Regions from separate parts of the Mus musculus genome. Here region 2 is linked to region 1. A link is a contact called in public HiChIP or PLAC-seq data. All regions are on one chromosome and are shown on one strand. The core of a region is the stretch at or near the end of the contact, and the rest is flanking DNA. Distances in the headings are between cores, read along the strand shown.

The links. HiChIP or PLAC-seq counts read pairs in DNA pulled down with a chosen protein or histone mark.
Region 2: an HNF4G HiChIP or PLAC-seq map of pancreatic cancer cells shows a contact between it and region 1. The contact joins two enhancer-like sites. A contact is called at or near these places in 2 of 15 datasets of contacts at CTCF or cohesin (the NIH/3T3 cell line and large pre-B cells), 10 of 115 datasets of contacts at active chromatin or transcription factors (differentiating embryonic stem cells, double positive thymocytes, embryonic basal ganglia and 7 more) and 2 of 9 other capture datasets (liver and pancreatic islet).

What each region holds. Positions count from the first base shown.
Region 1 is chr11:108,098,717-108,104,338 of GRCm38.p6, forward strand. The region is part of intron 3 of Prkca (protein kinase C, alpha); the gene reads right to left. Among named protein-coding and RNA genes, the nearest start is that of Gm51922, 11 kb to the right of the region's middle. Within about 2 kb of position 3,030, at least 50 of the 459 cell types and tissues checked have an H3K27ac peak or open chromatin away from gene starts, as enhancers often do. A contact at or near this core is called in pancreatic cancer cells, where this site is marked.
Region 2 is chr11:108,361,921-108,367,759 of GRCm38.p6, forward strand. It overlaps Gm36709 (a long non-coding RNA gene), which reads right to left. Exons shown (of 4, transcript XR_880267.2): 4 at 4,910-5,059. Among named protein-coding and RNA genes, the nearest start is that of Gm36709, 16 kb to the right of the region's middle. Within about 2 kb of position 3,886, at least 67 of the 459 cell types and tissues checked have an H3K27ac peak or open chromatin away from gene starts, as enhancers often do. A contact at or near this core is called in pancreatic cancer cells, where this site is marked.

The DNA of each region.
Region 1 (5,622 bases), core at 1,780-4,279:
GAATAGTAAAGTATGTGACCTTTGTCTTACTTCTTTTACTCCGTGTGCTGTCTTCAAGGTCCATGACTTTTGTCCAGTACATTACCTCTTCTGACCACTCAGTTATACTCTTTAGTATGAACACATCACACGTGTCCACCCACTCACCAGCTGACAGGGTCTTGGCTCTTTGCATTCATGTTCTTAAGAAAGAATGATGCTGTTGTGGTTGCTCTTATACCATCCTCTGTCAGAAGTCATGTTGTCAATTCTCTTGAGAATTGGTTAGTTTGAGTGTGAAGTGCCTCCCTTTGGCTCATATGTTGGATACCTGACTCCCTGATGGTAGTTCTGTTTTTGAGGGGTGTAAAACATTTAGAAGACAGAGCCTTGCTGGAGAGAGTTGAGTCTCTCAGGATGAGCCTTGAGGCTTGATAGTTGAGGACAGGGTCCAGCTGTCTCATGTGCCTGTTCCAATAATGACGCATTGTCGACTTTCTTTTAAAATTTTTACTTCATGCATTATTAATGTGTATAAGTGTACATGGTATGTACAGGGGGTTTGTGAACCACTGTGCATATATGAAGATCAGGGTATAACGTTGTTGAATTCATAGTGTGTGTGTGTGGCAGCATAGAATGCCACTTTTCTCTTCCAGTTTTCCTTGCTGCTTAAGATCTCAATAGCACCCCCTTTAAATAAACAGGTGTGTTCATACACAAAACAATCTATTTCCCAACCACTGAGGAAGCATGCATGGTATCTTCAAGGCTCCTGGTCTTTCTTAACTATGAAACGACTACAGGGGGCCTTTGGGGTGGTAGTGTTCTCTTCCTATGCTCAAGAGGATGGCACCTTAAAGAAAGGGCTAGAGGCCCAGAGTACCAGAGACGTGCAAGGCAGGAACATTGCTGCACAGAAAACACCCTGTGGATAAATCCCCAAGGAATCTCCAGAGCAGGAAGTGATGGCAGCATTCAAGGCCATCCCACTCTGACACACATTCAAATCCACTTCATACCTTGTCTTGCTCTGACTACAATATCCCTTGAATAAATTTTTTGGTATTAGCTCTTCTTTGAAAGTCTGGTGGAATTCTGCACTAACCCCATCTGGCCCTGGGCTTTTAAATAAATTTATTTATTTATTTATTTATTTATTTATTTTTGGTTAGGAGACTTTTAATGACTGCTTCTATTTCCTTAGGGGTTATAGGATGATTTTAATTGTTTATTTGATCTTGATTTATTTTTTTATTTTTTTTTTTTAGAGTCTCTGTTGAGATGTCTGGTGTAATTCTGATAGCTCTGCCTTTATATGCTACTTGGCCTTTTCCCCTTGTAGCTTTTAATATTCTTTCTTCTGTACATTTAGTGTTTTGATAATTTGTGAGAAGAGGATTTTCTTTTCTGGAAAATCTATTTGTTGTTCTGTAGGCTTTATATATATATATATATATATATATATATATATATATATATATGCATCTCTTTCTTTAGGTTGGGGAAATTTTCTTCTATGATTTTGTTGGAAATATTTTCTGGGCCTTGTAGCTGGGAGTCTTTTCCTTCTATTCCTATTATTCTTAGGTTTGGTTTTCATAGGGTCCTAGATAAGAATTGTTACGTTTTTATAATTTCTTTGATTTCATACACATAGCTGGTGTGGTTTGTTTTCTAAACTTGAGCAGATAGGGAAATAAAAACCATCCCTTAGCATCATGCAGTTAAAGAGACACCAGTTTCTCTGGAGGGGACTGAAACTTGGGGCTGGCCTCCTGCCACCAGGCATGAGGTGGAGCAGAGGAGTGGAGGCCTGCAGGCAGGAGAGTGAAGGAAAACACATCCATTGAGTCTCACAAGAGAAAATTACAGCTCTGAGTTTTCCAAACTGTCCTGTACTAATTTGCCTTTTAAAATGTTGCTTTTCATCAAGCTCAATGGAACAACAAACAGCAAAGGCATGAAATAGAAAATGTTTGACAAGGCGCACAAGGAGAAGCACAGTAGCACTCATCAAGCCCAGAGAGATAAACGATAGACACTGCATCCACCACACTAACTGCGTGAACGCAAAAGAGGGCACACATGAAGGAGTGCGGCTGACAAGGTGTGAGACTTGGTTTCACCGACAGTTGAGCAAATGGAGTTGTGTGTCAACATGGGCCTGTCTCATGGCCAGAGGCAATCCATAATCAATCTATCAATCAATCAATCAATCTATGTACCTCACTATATCTGTCTCTGTCTCTCTCTCTGCATGGGAATACATACATTACTTTACACACAGGATCTCACTATGTACCCCAGTTGACCTGGAACTTGTTATGTAGATCTAGCTGGCCTCAAATTACAGAGATGCCCCTGCTTCTGATTCCTGAGTGTTGGGATTAAAGGCGTGCGCCACCTAGCATGAGAACTACCTCTGCAAGACATAAAGCTAACTTTCTGGGACTCTCCAGCTGTGATGCGTTTCTAGAGCTCTGTGCTACAAGTCCTTACAGTTGACACAACATGGGGCTTGGTGGCAATGGGCTTAGCTTGCTTTTTAATACATGTTTGCTCTGATATCACAGTGTTGAATTATTTCTTCTTAAAGGTTAGACCCACCCAAGTCTGAATCCTTGGCATCTTCAAAGGCGACCTGATTTGGAAACAGGGTCTTGGAAGATGCAATTAAGTTGATGATCTGGGATGAGCTCATTTAGAATTTAGGGTAGCTCTTAAATCCATCCAATGATGGCCTTATACCAGGAAGCAGAGTGCGATCAGAGCCACAGAGAGAGGCAGAGGGTGGAATAATCCACAACAAAGAACATAAAAGGCAGCTGCGGAGACCAGGGGAGAGCAGGGAATGGAAGGGCTAGCCAGCTAACACCCTGACTTTGAACTTCTGCCCACCAGACCTCTTTCTGTTGTTTCCTGTCACTAAATTGCAACTTGCTATGGCTGCCTTAGGAAACAAAGATCTTATCTCTCCAGGGAGAATGTTTACATAGTTTCTATTTTGGACCTTGGTTGAGGAATGTGGGTCTGTGAGTCACCTGTGGTTCGTGACTCCACCTGGTCTTTGCAGCTGTGCAAGTATAGCGAGTGCTGCACAGACGTCCCTGGAGAAGGACCAGGCACCACTTCCATTCATAACCGCCAGGAACTGGGAAAGCAGTCTCTTGTCTAATCATACGTGTGCCCAGATGACAATGCAGGCCTTGCACAGTCACAGAAAATTTCTGTGACTTCTGTGAGCATGCCATGTGATAACATGCTAAGCAAAGTGTCTTTCCTGGAGGGTCTGATGTCACCCTTGATTGGAGTCACTCAGATCTTTTTTTTTCTTTTTTTTTTTTTTTTTCCTGAGAAGGAATAAAGAGATTCTAGAAATGGTTTACCGAACTAAAAATAAAGAAGCCATCTGGAAGAGTAATCTACGGCTTTGTTCATTTGGCCGAGCCTCATCAACGGGGACCACCGAGAGCAGGTTAATGCAAGTTCAAGCTCCGTGCAGTCAGCAGAGCACTCCTTTCAAAAACCACGTGCCAGGATATAGCACCAAATGTAATGTGGTGACACGGCCAAGGTTGGTGATTCCAGCTCATCTTCAAACCACATCTGTGCCTATGTCCAAGGGGAATATACCACGGGTGGGAGGAAGAGACTCACAGTTTGCCGTTGTACCCAACCCTGGGAAATCACAAGCACAGGCAGAGTTCCTTCCACACCATCTCTGTCTGCCCAGACATCTGTCCTCCAAATACAGAGGCTATCTGGTCAGGCAGACCGAAGGGCAACACCGTTCAAGAAGTAGGGCTTTACTCTCCCAAATCTGAGAGTGAGGGAAAACAATATAGAGACTCTTGAGCATGGTATGCTGGCTCATACCCGCAATGTCTCAGCATCTGAGAGGCTGAAGCAGGAGACTGCCATGAGTTTGAGGCTAGCCTTGGACATACAGTGAGTTCCAGGCTAGTGTGAGCTATAAGAGAGACCGTCAAAAAAAGACAAACAAAACTTCCCTTTCTGATGACAAACTTGGTGTCTTCTAGGAGACACTCTTTCCTTATGGGGTAACAGGGACTCCTCTACACTGTAGCTTGAAGTGTCTACTCCTGTCTGCTAGCTAGTGAGGGACATGTGCCAGCCTTCTGTGCAGTCAGACGTAGCTGTGTTACTGGATTTGAGCAAATAGGCTGTGAACCCACAAAGGTGTTGTTCTTCTAACTTCAAATATGGAGAAGTGAATGGTTCTTCCCCATTACCAACTAGACATAGAGAATCCTGTTCTAACTATGCAGGCAGAAACAGCACCCTTGAAAGTGATGGCGTATCTATGGAGATACAGTCTGGGTTCCCAGATGTCTGCAGGAAGTATATGACACAGGATTGCCATGGCAGAGACAGCAAATCTCCCTCTAACCTTCCACTGCAAGCTGATATTTCTTTAGTGCAACAGCTAAGCCTTTATCCGTATGAAACCCTAGGGTCAGACACTAGAATTCTAGGCAAATACATCTTTATTAAGTGAACAGAACTGTTGTCCTTTGGTGGTGGATAGTTTAGAAACCAAACCACAATGTAACCACATGGTAGCCTGGATCCACAGCACACAGGGACTGGAACTGCTATTAATCACCCAGGACTGGCAACCTGTCAGGCTACCTTGCTCCAGCCCTGTCTGCTATGATCCATGATATGACCTGAAGCATGTCATAGCATCTCCTTCCAGGTACATGTTTAGAGACACAAGAAGAATTGAGAGACAAATCTGCAGGATGTCTGTTCATTTTCTACACTAGTGAATTAGTCCTCTGTAAACTTTGCTCAGAAAAGTCAGTCACCAAGTATCTACTGCAGGGCACTTTTACCAGGAAGGAGCTATTTAGGAAGTACCGGAAAGATGGCCGAACACCCAGTCTATTATAAACTGTGGCTTTGCAATACACCAAAGGGCTGATGGAATACATTTTTCTCTATATCTGCTCACAACAACAATAACCAAAACAATGGTGATAACAGTAAAGAGCTTATGCGTTGCATCTGTTAGCGCCCAGTGGTGGACCGAGCACTTTGAAGGCTTCATTCCTTTGACTTCCCACAAGGATTTCACAATCACCAGACGCACAGTGGTAGAAACTGTCCTACAGAATGGTGCTCACTCACAGGGATTTGAACCTGGGTTTTGTGAGAGTTGAGGGTGTGCTCCCCCCCCCCACTGGCTCCCACCGAGGATGAGTGCCAGGCAAGGGGGTGGGATCTGTGGTTGGCCACATTCCTGATTAGCAGGGGAAGTCTCGGGTGGGAACAGCATCCTCATGAGATGCCCTTTGCATGTGCCCCAGGACAGCATTGTCGAGTCTCTTTATACAGCACTGAAAGAATGCTCTGCGGTCCCTAAGCCACTTTTCCATCTATGAGGAGACTTGAATCTCACATCTGTCAGGCAGATAGGGCCAGCACCATTATTATTCCCACCTGACAGTGGGGACCGATGCACAGGCAGTAAAGTGACTCACAGCACACCCAGTCAGGGAAAGTCATGTGTGGGGAGGGGACCCACAGGAATCATCGCAAGACACACACACACACACACACACACACACACACACCGGCCGCCGCTGCCTTACATGCAGATTCCGCTAGCTCAAT
Region 2 (5,839 bases), core at 2,636-5,135, 260 kb after region 1:
TACATAATGGATGCCCGCGTACTCAAAGGTACATATGCTTATATGTGCATGTGGAGGACAGAGCCAACCTTGGGCATCTTCACCTTGGCTTTGTTTTGAGACAGGGTCACTGAACCTGAAACTTGGGGAACAGCCTTACTGGCTTGCCAGTGAATCTGCGTATCCACCCGTCAATTCCCTCCCAGTGCTGGGATTACAAGTGGGCAATACAATGTCTTCATGATTGCCAGGAAAGTACTCTACCAACCGAGCCATCTCCCCAGCCTCTATTGGGTGATAATTAGCTGAATATTTCAAAGTAGCTAGTAGAGAAGATTTGAATGTCTTCAACCCAGACATGGCACACATCTGAGGCAAAGATGGATAATGGGTCTGTTACCTTGCCTTAATCATTACACATTATACATGCCTACCGACCAATGGCTGTGTGTCATCCCTTCATAAGTGTGTTCCACCAGAAATGTGAAACTAAACTAACAGTCTCAGCTTATGAACACTACTAATCATATATAATAATTCATTTTTCATATCTCCTTGGTCTCAGAAGTGATTAATCAATATTCGTTGATAAAATAGTTTGCAGTAAATGGAGGTATCAAGATCCTCTGCTACATAGTGAGTTTGAGGCCAATCTGGGCTACATAAGACCCTGTCTCTAATCCCAGCACTTGGGAGGCAGAGGCAGGCAGATTTCTGAGTTTGAGGCCAGCCTGGTCTACAGAGTGAGTTCCAGAACAGCCAGGGCTACACAGAGAAACCCTGTCTCGAAAATAAACAAATAAGACCCTGTCTCAAAAAATGAAAAACTTTCATTTGGCTCAGTAAGGGGTATCTCGTGATAAGATAATAAGTATACCACCTCTTTTGTTACATAAAATATAGTTTGTTGGATGCTTTGTTGTAGAGACAGAATCACATTATGTAGCCCTGGCTGGGCTGGAACTCAAAGAGATCTACTTGCCTCTGCTTCCCAACACTTTAATACCAAGAGCTGGGACTGAAGGCCCCGACACCATGCAAGGCATAAAGTACATCATGAGAGAGCTCCACCATCAATGGGAGGCCTCGCTAAATGTCATGCATTCAACCTGCCTGGACGCACAGAGAGCGACCCCAGAAGTCTCCAAGTATTCATTCCACATGGTTTCCCCCCTTTTTATTCCAACTAATACAACTCAGGACCAAACTCACCATCACTTTTTACAAGAATCATACATTGTGCAATAGACGGGGCATGGTGAATCATGCCTACCATCCCTAGACCTGGCAAGCCAAGGCAGGAGGATTGCTATGAATTTGTGGCCAGCCTGGGATATATTGGGAGAACCAGATCAGCTTGGACTACATATCAAGGCACGGTTCTAAAACAAAACAAAACAAAACAAAAAAACAACCAACCAAACAAAACAGATTGAAACAGTAACAACAGAAAACTCCCAAGACTATTAGAAGCTCTCCCAGGGTCACCTTGCTGTGAAAGTTGCTACTCTGTAGTCTGTTGTCTGAGAGTCCATAAACAGAAGCCTGTGGTGCGGCTCCTGCTCACCGTCACTTTTGAAAAGTTGCTTGGGTGTCCCTGGAGCCTCTGTCTGAGCAGCTGGAGGTTTGCCCACCTGCACAGGCTTAAGAACCCTGACAGCCTGCAAGCCTCACCCGCCCTCGGCCTCTTCCTTCTGAGGATTTCTGCAGCCTGTAACACCCAAAAGAAAGGCCTGGACTTTACACACTTAGATGGAAGCAGGAATTCCATGTGCCCATGGTGCATATATAATGTATGTGGAGCAAACATCTTGTTTTAGAGGTCAGAGGTCAATGCAAAGTTCCTTGCTCTGTTGCTTCCCATTTTATTTTTTAATTTCACAGGTATGGGTTTTTGCCTATCTGTATATCTGTGCACCACATTCACGCCTGGTACCATCTAAGGACAGAAGAGGATGTCAGATCCCCTAGAACTGTAGCTACAGATGCTTGTGAGCTAACATGTGGGACTGGGAATCTAATTGGGGTCCTCTAGAAGAGAAGCCAGTGCTTTTAACCACTGAACTGTCTCCTGCCCACTTTCCACCTTATTTTGAGATAGGGCCTCCCTCTAAGTCCAAAAGCTCATCAGTTAGCTGGACTGGCCAGCTGGGGGCTCCAGGGATCTCCCTGTGTGTACTGCATCACACTGTGGGTTTGGAAAACAGGGAGCTGGGGTCTGGAGAGATGGCTCAGAAAGATTACAGATGTGCACTACCACAGCTGGTTTGTGTTCTGCTGGACCCAGCGCTGAGAGAAAGCACTCTGTCAACTGAGCTGCCTGCCCAGATGTCTTTCTTCGGAAACACTCTAGAGAAGCCTGGTTCTTGCATCTTCTCTTCCTTAACCCTTGTCAGCTGTCCTCTGCTCCAGACCTGCACTCTAGTGACCGCATCCTCCCAAAGATCACTGCTCACTGTAATCCACAGATCACTTGAGCTTCTAATCGTCTGTGTGATGTCCCCATCTCTCACCTCACAACTCACTATTCCAGTAGCTTTCTAAAATACCAGTGCTAGTAACTGCTACCCAGTGTCATCTGTCCCTTCTTCCTGTTTTCTTTGGAGAGGTATCTCATCCAGGCTGAAACACGGTACTTCCAACTGCTTTGTCAGCTTAGAAGTGAGCTCGAAGCAGAAGAAAAGAGAGTAGCCTAGACACCTACCAGTCAGGCTCTTTGGTGGCTTGAACAGAGCCCCGATTTCTAAAAGTTCCTTTCCCTCACCCAGCCAGGCCTTTGGAGACTTGCGATCAGTGAGGACATTCTCCCGAATGACGGGGAGCTCTCTCACTTCCACAACATGGGTATAGTGGAAGTGTCGAATAGATTGTTGTCACTGTAGGTTTGGGGATTCCCTAGAAGTGAAATGGAAAATGCATTTGGGGAGATGAGGGTTTCTGCATAAAACATTGAGAACGGCTCCTAATCGCCTTTTCTGGCACACTGGATGACATATCCAGAGACTCTGAAGCTGCAGAGGATGGGCAGAGGAGAGTCTGACCTGTCTTAGGAGGAGCCAGATTTCTGGGGCTCCTCTTAGCTGAAGCAGGGTGAGAATGCACAGGTTTCCACATGGGCAAGATTCAGGGGAGAGCTGAGAGGCCCACATGCTCAGTGGAGATCCCTGGAAAAGCAGTAAGCCTGGATTCTCAGGCAGGGTTGAGATCAGACTCTGGGGGGTGCGGGTGGGGCTTCTGCAAGGTCAGGGCCACGTAGTTGTTTGTTTAACATAGTGAAGAGCCAAGTAGGAAAAGATATGCCCTTGGAGGTTGCTGGGGAACGCCTGTGGCACACACCCTCCCCCTCTCCCCCCCTCCCCCCATCCCCCCATCCCCCCAACGCTCCTGCCTCGCCCCACCCCAGAGCTGGAACTTTGGGCTTCAGAGACTCATTGTGGCACAGTGTATCTCTCTGCGGGGATTGTTTGCTTAGTGACACATCTTCCTGATACCTTGTGGTCATTCAACTGGCTAGGCTGGAAGTGTGTGCCAGCTTACTGAGTCAGCTGCTGGAAGGACTGTTTTAGACACGTAATCCTTCTAGAAGGCAGTGGGCAGAGGGGTAAGGAGGCTTGTAGCAGTCAAGCAAATTCCTGAGACTTTGAATAATGTCTACTTCTCTTCTGAGCCTCCTCTGTTTTCTGGACAATAATTCGGGAGCAGTAAAACCTACCTCCTTTGTGCTAAGACCAACTGAGGTTGCATATTTTCTTTTCTTTCTTTCTTTTTTAAAAAACAGGGTCTCTTATATTCGATGATGGACTTGAATTCTCTTTGTAGCCAAGGGTGACCTTGAACTTCCAGCCCTCCCGCCTCTACCCACTGAGTTCTGGCACTCCAGGCACGTGCTACCATGACCCAGCTGCAAGGTGCTAGAGTTCAAACTTCACGTGTGCTAAGCAAACACATTACCAGCTAAATGACACCTCTATCCCCGAGGCTTCGTATTAAAGCAGCCGTCATACCTCAGCCACCAAAATCTCACCTTAGCACCTCTTAAATATAGGTTACAGTGTGCAACCTTCTGAGTTCCAGATTCTATGGGTCCAGGTGGGACTTGAGAATTTGTACTTTGACTAAGTCACTAGCTGGATCTGCCACTTTTCACTGTGGAGCCAGCATTGGAGATGTAGCCCTTTAAAGCATCCAGGCTGTCTGGGATTTATATGTGGTTTTAGTGAGCTCCTATAGTCTTTTTATTCAGGTGATAGAGTCTGTAAGCCAATGCTTTGATTTCTGGTTTGTTTGTTTCTTTTTGCAAAGATACTATTAAGTTTTCCTGTCTTCCAGATATCAGCCTACTCTGCCAGAAAATAGAAACATATATTATAGCCTTTTTGTAGAAACAGTAATGACAAACCTAACCTTTCCTAAAATTTAGTGGTGGAGGGAGGCAGGGGGGATGTGCCAGGACACTTATTCAGAGGCCAGAGCACAACTGTGTAGAGTCGGCTCCCTCCTTCCACCTTCATTTGAGTTCCAGAACTTACCTCAGGTTCCCAGACTTTTATAGCAAGCACCTTTACCCGCTGAGCCACCTCATTAGCCCCATAATATTTATAGAAAGCATTCGTAAATATAGTCTGGTTCAATCTTCACCAAAACCTCATTCTGTGCTTCAGAGAAATCAATTACTTTAGTCAGATTCAAAGGGCTAGAGAAAAAGACAGAGCCTGGACTCAAACTTGGGTTTTCCACTCCATTCAGTTATTCTTCCCACCAAATCTTGGTGTCTTCATTTTCTCCATTGCTAGTACAGACTATTTTTCTGTTTTCTGTTTGTTTGTTTGTTTGTTTGTTTGTTTTGGTTAACATACATGTCATGGGTCTTGAGTGAAGCAATTGATTCACAGCAGTTTGAAAGTTTTTCAGTTTTATGGCCAACACCCCAGGAGCAGTGCACAGCAGCAGGTAGACACGCCTGATGTTTCGTGTTAGAGCATTTACCACTGAGGCATGTATGCTGAATTTCAACCAGGAAACGGTGCCTTACTCTTCAACAGAGACACTCCTTGTCCTATAGGGCTGTGTTAGAGGCAGCCTGTCCGTGTGGGAGAGAACAAGAAACAGAGGTGCGTGTTCAATCGACGATTGCTGAAAAGCAATTGGAAATTGCTTTCTATCCAGGGAAAACAAGAAAAGCCATCTAGCCATTTGCCAGGAATGGGAAATTTGCAGGAGTGAAAAAAAAAAAAAAACCAAAATGAAACAGCATTGGCTTCCTTTGTGGTAGGATGGAGAGCCAAGAAGACATTCTTACACTGTGCCATTAGGGAATTGCTTTCTTGCAGAGAGGAGCACTGTAGGGCAGGCTGGCAGGAGGAGGAAGTTAAAGAGTAGAGCTGCTGGAACCCACAAACTTGGCTTCAGATCAGCCTGTCTGTCCTTTGCTTACTGGACAACCCCAAGCAAGTCACCATCCTCTTTGACAGCAGCCACTTCTCCGTGGCTGTGGTGGGAAAAAATAGGCTAGAAGGGTTCCTGATAGCATCCCACACCATCAACAAACTGCTTCTCTCCTCCACTAATGCCATTGACCCCATCTGCCTTTACAAAAACTGAAGAGACCACGCTTTTCCTCCGTGATGCCTGAGAACAGGTGAACAGACTTGGAAACTCACGGCCCTCTAGTTTTAACTGTCAAGTTGACACAACCCAGAGTAAGCTAAGACTTCGAGATCCAGGGGTTGGCCATATCAGACTGGCCAGGGGGAATATCTGAGGGGGATTATTTTGATTGTTAATCATAGGAGTGCCCAGACCACTGTGGGTGGCACCATCCCCTGCATAGGTGGTTCTAGGCTGTATAAGAAAACTAGCC